2 separate regions of the Gossypium hirsutum genome follow, and region 2 is linked to region 1. The links are chromatin contacts, called in public Hi-C maps. All regions are on one chromosome and are shown on one strand. The core of a region is the stretch at or near the end of the contact, and the rest is flanking DNA. Distances in the headings are between cores, read along the strand shown. Region 1 holds the start of LOC107899210 (carbon catabolite repressor protein 4 homolog 1). Region 2 holds the start of LOC107899201 (40S ribosomal protein S5).

Evidence for each region. Hi-C and Micro-C count contacts between places; a contact is called where the count stands out from the background.
Region 2: a contact with region 1 is called in a Hi-C map of leaf, with 2.0 times the contacts expected there. The contact joins the promoter of LOC107899201 here to the promoter of LOC107899210 in region 1. A contact is called at or near these places in 2 of 34 Hi-C or Micro-C datasets (both in leaf).

Annotation. Positions count from the first base shown.
Region 1 is chrD04:31,181,766-31,186,663 of Gossypium_hirsutum_v2.1, reverse strand. LOC107899210 (carbon catabolite repressor protein 4 homolog 1) reads left to right here and starts at 2,043. Exons shown (of 12, transcript XM_016824858.2): 1 at 2,043-2,705; 2 at 4,364-4,898. The coding sequence starts at 2,548.
Region 2 is chrD04:31,494,400-31,499,297 of Gossypium_hirsutum_v2.1, reverse strand. LOC107899201 (40S ribosomal protein S5) reads right to left here and starts at 2,905. Exons shown (of 4, transcript XM_041091260.1): 1 at 2,697-2,905; 2 at 1,889-2,160; 3 at 1,522-1,725; 4 at 1,191-1,400. The coding sequence starts at 2,801. The coding sequence ends at 1,644. It overlaps LOC107899200 (cold shock protein 1), which reads left to right. Exons shown (of 8, transcript XM_016824839.2): 8 at 1-538. The coding sequence ends at 65.

The DNA of each region.
Region 1 (4,898 bases), core at 794-3,293:
ATTTGCTAACATAACAACAATGCCATATCAATATGAGGTACATGTGGCATATCAGTGTCGTTGTTTGGTTACTTTGTCAGCCACATCATTATTAATAATAAAAATTATTGAAATTTTTAATAAAAAGTCCAATTCATTTAATCTATAATAACTAATTTGTTAATTTTACCTAATAATTAATTAAAAGTTTATTGATAAAACTTATGATTCGGTAAATTGTTGTATTTTTATCAATCAATCAATGAATTATCATTCAGATGAAATTTGGTTCAAATCAGCAAAATAAATGGACAAGAGAAAATAAATTTTATTTGCCGGTCATGTTATTATTATTGGGATTTTTTATTTATATATATTTTTATATTTTTTTGAAACTTTTTATTTTGTAATTATTGAATGAGATAAGTAATTATATATGAACTTTGATTTAATGTGTAGTTATATACATGAATTTTAATTTGCGGATCATGTTATTATACACGTGAAACTCTAATTGCTGTTCAAATGTATACTTGAAACTTTAATTTTGATTTAATTATACATATTTAAAGAAATAAATACATCAATTTATTTTTATATTAGATAAATATAATTATTTATGCATGCAATATATAAACATAAAATGATGTTATATCAATAATTGTGTTAATAATTTACAAGAATTGGATCAAATCAAAATTTTATGTATAATTGCACAAAATCAAAGTTCATGTATACAATTGTATATTAAACCATAGTTTATGTATAGTTTTGGGATTTATCCCTTATTGAATAGATGGTTTAACTAGTTAAATTGGTTGAATTGAAAATTGATAATGCAGTTGATTTAATCACCAATCGAATTCTTTTAAAATTAGTTGAATTAAATTAAATTACTTTTGTTGATTGAGTCTTAGCTCAGCTGGCATCGTCATTATTGTCGGTACAAGAGAATGTGAGTTCAAGCACATTGAAGCACACTTATCTTCCTATTTAAGAGTTGGGATTAAAGATGGCAAAAAAAATTGAATTTGACAGGTTTCGGCCCAACCCGATCCATGAGGGTCGGATTTTTTTTTTGAAAAATAGGAGGATTCAAATGGGTGAAACTATAAAAATAGTCGTGTTGAGATTGGATTTGAGGTAAATCCGCTTTGCCTTGCCCTGAGATATTTACAAAAAATTGCCCCTAATATATACATATACTAAATATTTGCTTTCAATAAATACATATATAAAAAAATAAATATATTAATATTTAAGTCTAAATTAAAAAATTATTCTTATCTGCTTCTAAATAAAAAATAAAATAATTAAATTAATTTCGGGTTGGATCGAGATGGAGTTAGGAATTTTATTAAATTTTAAGTTCGGGTTTAGGGTGAGTTTTTTCTTAAGACTCGGGATCAGGTCGGGGCAAATTGGTCAAACTTCAGGTTTGGGTTGAGATAGGCAAAAATTCATCCTGCCTCACACCGTTGTCATCCCTTATTGGGGTGGGGTTACGGTAGAAGTGTCCACGGGCTAGGTCGAGACCCGGCTCCAAAAAACTTTTCAAGTCCAGACTCATTTTTGGCCAAGCTTGGTCTACCCAAAAAGGCCATTTCACTATTCAAAAAATAATAAAATATTAAAAATTATATTTTAATTGATATTTTATATACTTTTATAATTAAATTTAAAAATAATTTTCGTTGTTGAAATTGAACTAAGCCAGGTCGACCCAAGGTGTGAAAATTTTTGTTTAAACTTGACCCTAGTTAAGAGGGATTTATCGGACCCTTGGACAAGTCTAGACAATGAGTAATTTTTGAATAAATTTAAATTAATTTGAAAATTGAATACCAAAAGTACACCACACAAAAAACCTAAACCGATTATCTTACCATATAAATTAATTAAATCGATTGGATTTACTTAGCACAATCAATTTTATGGACTTTTTCACCCTCAACTTTCCTTTAGATGAATAGACATGTGTTGCCATAATTTTAATTTTTTTAAGAATAAATATTAAAGTTAAAATTACCTCAATTTTATATGGATATATCGCTGGAAAGATTACAAATGTTTTAATTTTTATCCTTGAAAAAATTTATTTCTCTCTATAAATAATAAACAGATATTATAAATAAAGACTTTCCTTTTTCATGTCCTCTGTAAAACCCTAACTATCATTCGATCTCCTCATTTCCCCCCTTTCTTTCTCTGTATCTCTTCTTCGATTCATTCCTTCAATCATTCTCTATTTCAAAACCCTAAATACCGTTACAAGATCTGTTCTTGGTTCTTGCATGTTTATATTTGGGATTAATCAACAAGTCTTCTAGGGTTTGTTTAATCGGAAAAAAAAAAGAAAAAAAAAAGAGGACGATTGTCAAGGCTGGCGGGTTTTCGGGTCAAGTAAATGGCGGATCCGCCTGGATTCCGCCTCGATAAGATTGCGCATCATTTCGAGGTCATTTCTTGCTCTGCTGCTCTTGTTAGTGTAGGATTGGATTTGATAGGTTTACCAAGTGGTGACCGTTGCGAACTGTGACCGACCAAGGAAGCCCGAGAAGTTAAAGCATGCTGAGCGTGCTACGTGTGCACCTCCCTTCTGATATACCAATTGTTGGCTGCGAGCTCACGCCTTACGTGCTCTTACGCCGACCTGACAAGACCGTTACAACCGATGATGTGCCTGAGTCGGCCCCTCTTGATGGCCACTTCTTGAGGTACAAGTGGTAAGTGTTTTTAAATCCGTCGAAGAATCTTTCTTTTAGGTTTTTTATTGGTTGGTGGCGGGGGTTATGCCAATGGCTAGGCTAATTTCATTTAACTTTTCAAGTGGTATGAACTTTTTTATGGCTAATTAACAATTAAACCCTTTATTATTTATTTATTTATTATTTCTTGGTTTATGTATTTTGGTTAGTTGTCATGTTGGCCAAGTGGATTTTGAGCTAGTTCTTTTGGGTTTGTTATTATTTGATTGCTTTTTACTAAATGTGTGAACTGCTTTTTGTAGGTGGCAAGTGTTTGCATTATAAGACAATTTCTTAGATTTTATGTTTCATTCTTTTTTCTTTTTTTACTTTTTGGTGTTTTGGTCTTTGTGTAGTTCTCATTTTGGTCAATGGGGGTTTGAGTTTGGTTTTGGGGTTTGATATATATGACTGTTTGTAGTAAATACAGTATATGTGAAATTGTCTGAGTGTTTCCGTAAGGGATGCGTGGAATTGAGGTCTATAAGTTGGGTTTTTCGACCTGTGCATTTGGAGATAGAGTGGTTGCTTTTTACTGGATTGCAATTTGTTTTTGTTACTCCGTGTTCTGGATTATCTTGTTCGTTTAGTGATGTGTTTATTTTTTAAATTCTTGAAGGATCAAGAAGTAGTTTCTTGATTCTGATTATGGCATTGAGTTTCATGCCATTTTGTTTGGTTTTACTTGGATTTAGTTTTCGCTGCTTGAGTCAAGAATGTTGCAATTGAGCTCTGTCTCTTTATGCGTCATAGACAAAACTAGGTTCAATGAGCTAGAATCTTCCATCGAAGGCAATAATTTGTTTCCTTTGTTTTCATTCTTGTGGCCACCTAGCACCACTACTCCTATGAAAGCTTGTAAGAACGTTTCAACTTAGACTGAGAGTAACTACACTTAATATTTGATCGTAGGAAGAAAGAATTACCAGAAAGGTACTCCTAAGGCATTTAATGTGCTACTGGTAATTATCAAGCTTCTGCTATTTAAAGTAACTTGGGGTTGAACAAGTAAGTCTAGTTTTATTTCAAAAATCACCAGAAACTCCTGAAAAGGTAATAGAAACTTGAAATTTATAATGGTTGCCTCATCACAAAAGATCCTAGAACTTTAAGCTTTGGTTTTGGTTTCGGTTTCAGTTACATGTAGTAATATAATAAAGATGTTTAGTAAAATATAAAGTTGATTTTATTGATTGTTCAGTCTTTGTATGGTATTTAGGTCAACTTTATACTTATGTTTTGTCATCACTTACATGTAGCAATATAATAAGCTTAAATTTATTGATTATTCCGTCCTTGGATGGTATTTAGGTCTTTTCATTTTAAGACAAACTTTAACCACTATCAAATACAATCTTTATTATTGATTGATAAATGCTTTAGGTGCGTTGTAGTTTACCTAAAATTTGAGACAGTAATATTACATTCTTATTGTGATTGCTGGATTCTTATATTGGAGAATGCATTTTTTTACCTTATCTTGTGCCCCTATTGCAAGTGTTCGCTAGAATTTGTTGTCTGCTTGTGGGATTTGCTGGGTGTTTATGTATTAAGTTGATTGTTTCGAAAAGTTGATTGTTTCAAAATTCTCTGTTCATTTTACCTGTCTAATTTTTCTCCCTGTGTTTGTTTTGCAGGTGTCGCATACAAAGTGATAAAAAAGTTGCTGTGTGTAGTGTACATCCCTCTGAGCAAGCCACGCTGCAGTGCCTTGGTTGTGTTAAGGCTAAAATACCTGTTGCTAAAAGTTATCATTGCTCTCCAAAGTGCTTCTCAGATGCGTGGCAGCATCACCGTGTTCTGCATGACCGTGCTGCAAGTGCTGTAAATGAAAATGGAAATGAGGAGGAAGAGATATTTGGTCGTTACAATTCCTCAGGTTCTGGAGTTATAAATGCTAGCTTAACAGGTTCGGCATCAAGCACTAGCTTGACAAATGGTTCAACACCTCTGTATCCTGCTGCAGTCACACAGAGGAGTGGTGGTGAAACCTGGTTTGAAGTTGGACGCTCTAAAACATATACACCAACAGCTGATGATATTGGCCATGTTCTCAAGTTTGAGTGTGTTATTGTAGATGCTGAGACGAAACAACCTGTTGGACATCCCAATACTATTTTGACATCTCGTGTTATTCCGGCACCTTCCCCTAGTCCTAGGCGCTTGATCCCT
Region 2 (4,898 bases), core at 1,656-4,155, 310 kb before region 1:
GTGGACCTCAAAATGATGCCAAGGGTGCAACGCAAGAAAGTCTAATCGTCAATATCATTCAATAAAGATGGAGGTCATTATTAAGCTTTCACTAACCATCTCTCAGGAGAATCAAGGCAGAATTCATGACAAAATCATGCAACGAGCAGCCTTTGTCTGTAGTAATCTATCCCTGCATCATGGACTTCCAGGTTTAGAAGTGTACAATCTCAAATTTTGGTACTGAGGATCAATTACCCTTGAAAGACTGAAGGCTGAATCCAGTGAAGATTGGCAGAAGGGACACACTCTTAGAGGTATGAAGCCAAGATCCGTCGGAATTTGCTTATAACACATTTAAACTGTCTGATTGAAAACTCCTTACATATAACAATTTGTCCTCGAAAGATAAAGAGTTTTCTGTCTTTTTGATTGGTCAGTTTATGCTTTTGTCTTGTATATCAAATACTGGCGGAGGAATGGTTATGGCTGTGTACAACTGCAACTGAATTCAGATATTTGCTCATTCTTAAAATAGAGGGATCCAACTCTTAAATCAGGATTGTCAATTTATACCTGATCAGCTTTAGAGAGTTGTGTTGCATGGATTCTCATTGCTGACGGTCTTTAAGACTACTAAACCTCTATTTTCTCTCTGGTAAAGATCAGGATACATCAAAAACTGAACTTCCAACTGAAACAAGCCAAACAACATAAGCAGTATTAGGACGGGGATTATTAAATCGACTTCTGTAGTATAAAGTTTCAAAAAAATTTATCTTTCTTTATCTGTAGATAGAGTGAATCATGTTCATAAAACATATAAAATTTGACGTTGATGAACTGCAGTCTCTTCCATTGTTAATGCAGGTTGAAAGGCTTGATTTCAATAGTGTTACGGCCTTTGTATTTAACTTCAAACAGAATTTTGTACAATTGCTCCAATTAATATTTTTTCTTTGTTTCCATTGGCTGGGTTAGAAATTCATAACAATACTTTTGAAAGACTTGTATAATTTCATCTGCTCAATAATTGGAAAAACTCAATTTGATTTCTTCCTTTAATTGTCTCTTTTTTAAGTACTAATTATCAGCAACAGGCAGGGCGATTTAATGTGGTCAAACAACCACATCAAGCACTCTCATCTCTTTGTTTGCAGCAAAGATGAACTCAACAGCTTCAAACCATGGCAAAATAAGTACAGCGTATATAACCAAAACAGGATATGCTTTCTTCAATAACATCTCAACTTAAATAACAGAACATTCATATTATGTTCGGAACACAAAATAGGTAACTTATAAAGTACTGAATAAAAAACAAAAGTGTCCACTGCCATGGTTTATGCAAAGTCCTACCAATTCCTCAACGATTGGCCTTGGCAACTCTCTCGATTTCGTCCTTCTTCTTGATGGCATAGCTGCACAAACAACGCGAGTATGATGAAGCAAGCAGTAGTAAATAAATGGGATTGCAAGGACAGTTCCTAGTTTCAAAGCAAAATAAGGTTCAAGCACGGGAGTTCAAAGGCTGTTATTTACCTGTTAGATGATCCCTTTGCTGCGTTAATAAGCTCATCAGCCAAACATTCAGCGATAGTTTTAATGTTTCTGAATGCAGACTCACGAGCACCAGTGGTAAGGAGATAGATGGCCTGATTCACTCAACGAAGAGGAGAAATATCAACAGCCTGGCGCCTCACAACACCAGCAGAACCAATACGAGTAGCATCTTCACGAGGTCCACTGTTATATCAATAAAAAATCAACAAGGATTATCAAAGATTGATCCAACAAAGATAACCCAGAATCGGAAGATGTTTTAATTAACATCATCTGCTACTTTAAAGATTAAAGTCAGCTAGTGATACATTTGAAAAAGGAAATTCTTAAAGGTTATATAGGCCACCTGTTGATAATGGCATCAACAATGACTTGAATTGGGTTCTGATCAGTCAGGAGATAAATAATTTCCATAGCATGCTTCACAATCCTGACTGCCATAAGTTTCTTTCCATTGTTTCGGCCATGCATCATCAATGAGTTTGTAAGCCTCTCAACAATGGGGCACTGAGCCTTTCTAAAACGCTTAACTGAGTACCTCCCAGCAGTGTGTGGCACATAGGTTGCATGTTTGGAAGGTTGAACACCAATGTAGTCACTCAAAGAGATATCAGAAACCTAAAATAGATAAATCATTCACATCAAGGACCAGGGCTAACGATTGGAGTTATCAAAGGGAACAGCAAGTTGAGGAACCTAATTTTTTCGAATCTTCAGGAGTCTTTAAGCATTCGAAAGACAATCTAATACGATCATCTTATCCAAATAATCTAACCTAAAATTAACCAATTTCTTACAAACATGAAGACAAACATTTAGGATTAACATAATTGTCAAACTGAATATCAGTAACATCTAAGACAACAAGTAAAATCTTCAAATCAGAGAACAACAATATAGATGTTCAGTCACAACAAGATGATCTAACAAATAATATCAAGTTAAAAACAACAAGACCGATTCTCTACGAAAACAGAATCCCTGTATACAATTAATTAGTCCTAGTAGATCCACTCGACTTGAAAAGACCAAAAAAATAGAGAACATGCTAAAACGGAACATTTCATATAAAATCTAGAAAAAACAAAGCCAAGAGAATGAAAAAAGAAATGTATGCATAGAGAGGCAAAAGGGGGAAAAAGAAAAAGAAATACTTGAACTTCCTCGAAGCTCCAGCGATTAAAGAGCTTGACGTCAGGGTGAGACTTGGTTGGATCTTGCAGTGAGGCGGTGGCAGGGGCTACAATGGCTGTCGCCATACCTATGATAGATGCCGCAAAGAGAGAGAACCGAAGTGCGGAATGAGGAAATTAGAAGACAAAGGCCTTTCTCTTATAAATCTTATACATAAAAGGTGACGTTTTGATTAGGGTTTTCGGCTCTTTAAGTATGATCGCACACGTGGGTGTCTTTTTTTTTTTACTTTCTTGGGTAAACTACACCAACAGTCCCTAAATTGTATTTAAAATTATGTTTCAGCCACTCAACTTTTAAAAATTACATAATGGTCACTCCAGTTATTGAGTTATTATATTTTGATCACTATCTTATAGCTTCCGTTAAAAGGATGTGGTATGTTAATTTAATGAGTTAATAGCTAATTTAGCCTCTAATCCAATGTTTTTAGAACCGAACTGGTAGTCGAACCAATTAGGCCACCAATTCAATTAGCTCAATTAAAAAATTATTAAAAATTCATAAAAAGTAAAAATCAGGTTCAGCCGATTTTTAGCTGATTCAACCATTTGTTTCGTTTTTGGTTTAGTTGGTCCGATATTATTCTCTTGATTGGTACCCTAACTAGTTTTTGGTCTAATCCGGTCTAGTTCAAATATCATTGTTCTAAAAATATAGCTAAACCATCATATTAATACTTTTAACATTTTTCTTAACAATAATTCTAAAAAATTTTTAAAAAAATCTTTAAAGTAAAAAAAATAAAAAATAATCAAAATTTATAAAAAAAATATTAATAAAATTTCTAGAAATATTATAAAAATTATAAAAAATTTCCAATAATAAAAATTATTTAAAAAATTATAAAATCATTATTAAACAATCTCTTTAGGGGAATAAGAACTTTTTCTAGCGAATATGATAAAGCTCTTCAAAGAGCTAGTGTTTTCAAATCAAAGAACCCAATCTTTTTTGTTATAATGCATCTTTCATACATTAACCTTGGTTGAAAATGGTAAAAAGCTTTAATGAAACTTGCAATAGCATGATCTTATTGTTGAGTCAAACCGACTTTAAGTTGATAAAGGATGGGGATAAGATTATGAGTTGGCTTGTAAAGTGGCAAAAGTATGATGGTTTTAAGTTGACAATTTATGGGCAAAAACAAGGTGGCATGGAGTTAGGAAATGTGGCATGAACTTAATTGAAGCATTATTTATAAATAAATAATATTAGTGAATAAAAACTATAGCAAATTAGATTTGTTGGAAGGGTTTTAGGTGGCTTATTAAGCCTATAAACATGTAAGTGTAGTGTGTGTAGAGTGTGTATAAGCAAAAAAATAAAAATAAAAGAGTGAGAAATAGAAGTGTGTGTGGTAGAGTAAGTGGGCGAGAATTGAAAATAAAGAACAATACTAGCAACAACTAGTAAATAAAGGAAAGTTTATATATTTGTTTTGTTGTAATGACTTATTTTATTGAGTACTGAAATTATTTTGGTTTTAGCGTCCACTACACTTTTAACGAGTGTTATCCAAGTTAGATTTGTGCTCACTTCATGATGGTGAATATGATTCAATCACAATTTTCAAAATTAACGAAGACAAACTATGGTAATTGGAGTATTCGAATGAAGGTTTTGCTTGGATCTCAAGATTGTTAGATATTGTTGGAAAAAGATATGTCGAGACAGATAATGTTGAAGCAAATTTAACAAATGAAGAGAGAAGAGCATTGAAGGAAGCTCAAAAAAAGGTTAAGGAGTTATGCTTTAATTTTCAATGAGTTGATGGATGAACCTTTGAAAAAAATTCAGATGGGAAGCATCAAAGAAATATGGGTTATTTTGAAAAAATCCATTCAAGGAGTTGAAAAGGCCAAAAAGGTACGTCTCGAATCACTTAGATTTGAATTTAATATGTTAAAAATGAAAAGTTCAGAGAACGTTGATTACTACATTACTTAAGTGAAAGAGTTGGTGAATGAAATGAAATGAAATGGAGAAATTCTTGATGATTTCAGGATAATGGAAAAGAATTTGCAATCGTTGACACGTAAATTTGATTATGTGGTTCTCTCCATAAAAGAATCAAAAGGTTTGTCACAAATATTTATCAATGAACTTGTGGGTTCTCTCCAAATCCATAAGCAAAAAATGAAGCAAAATGAAGATACTAG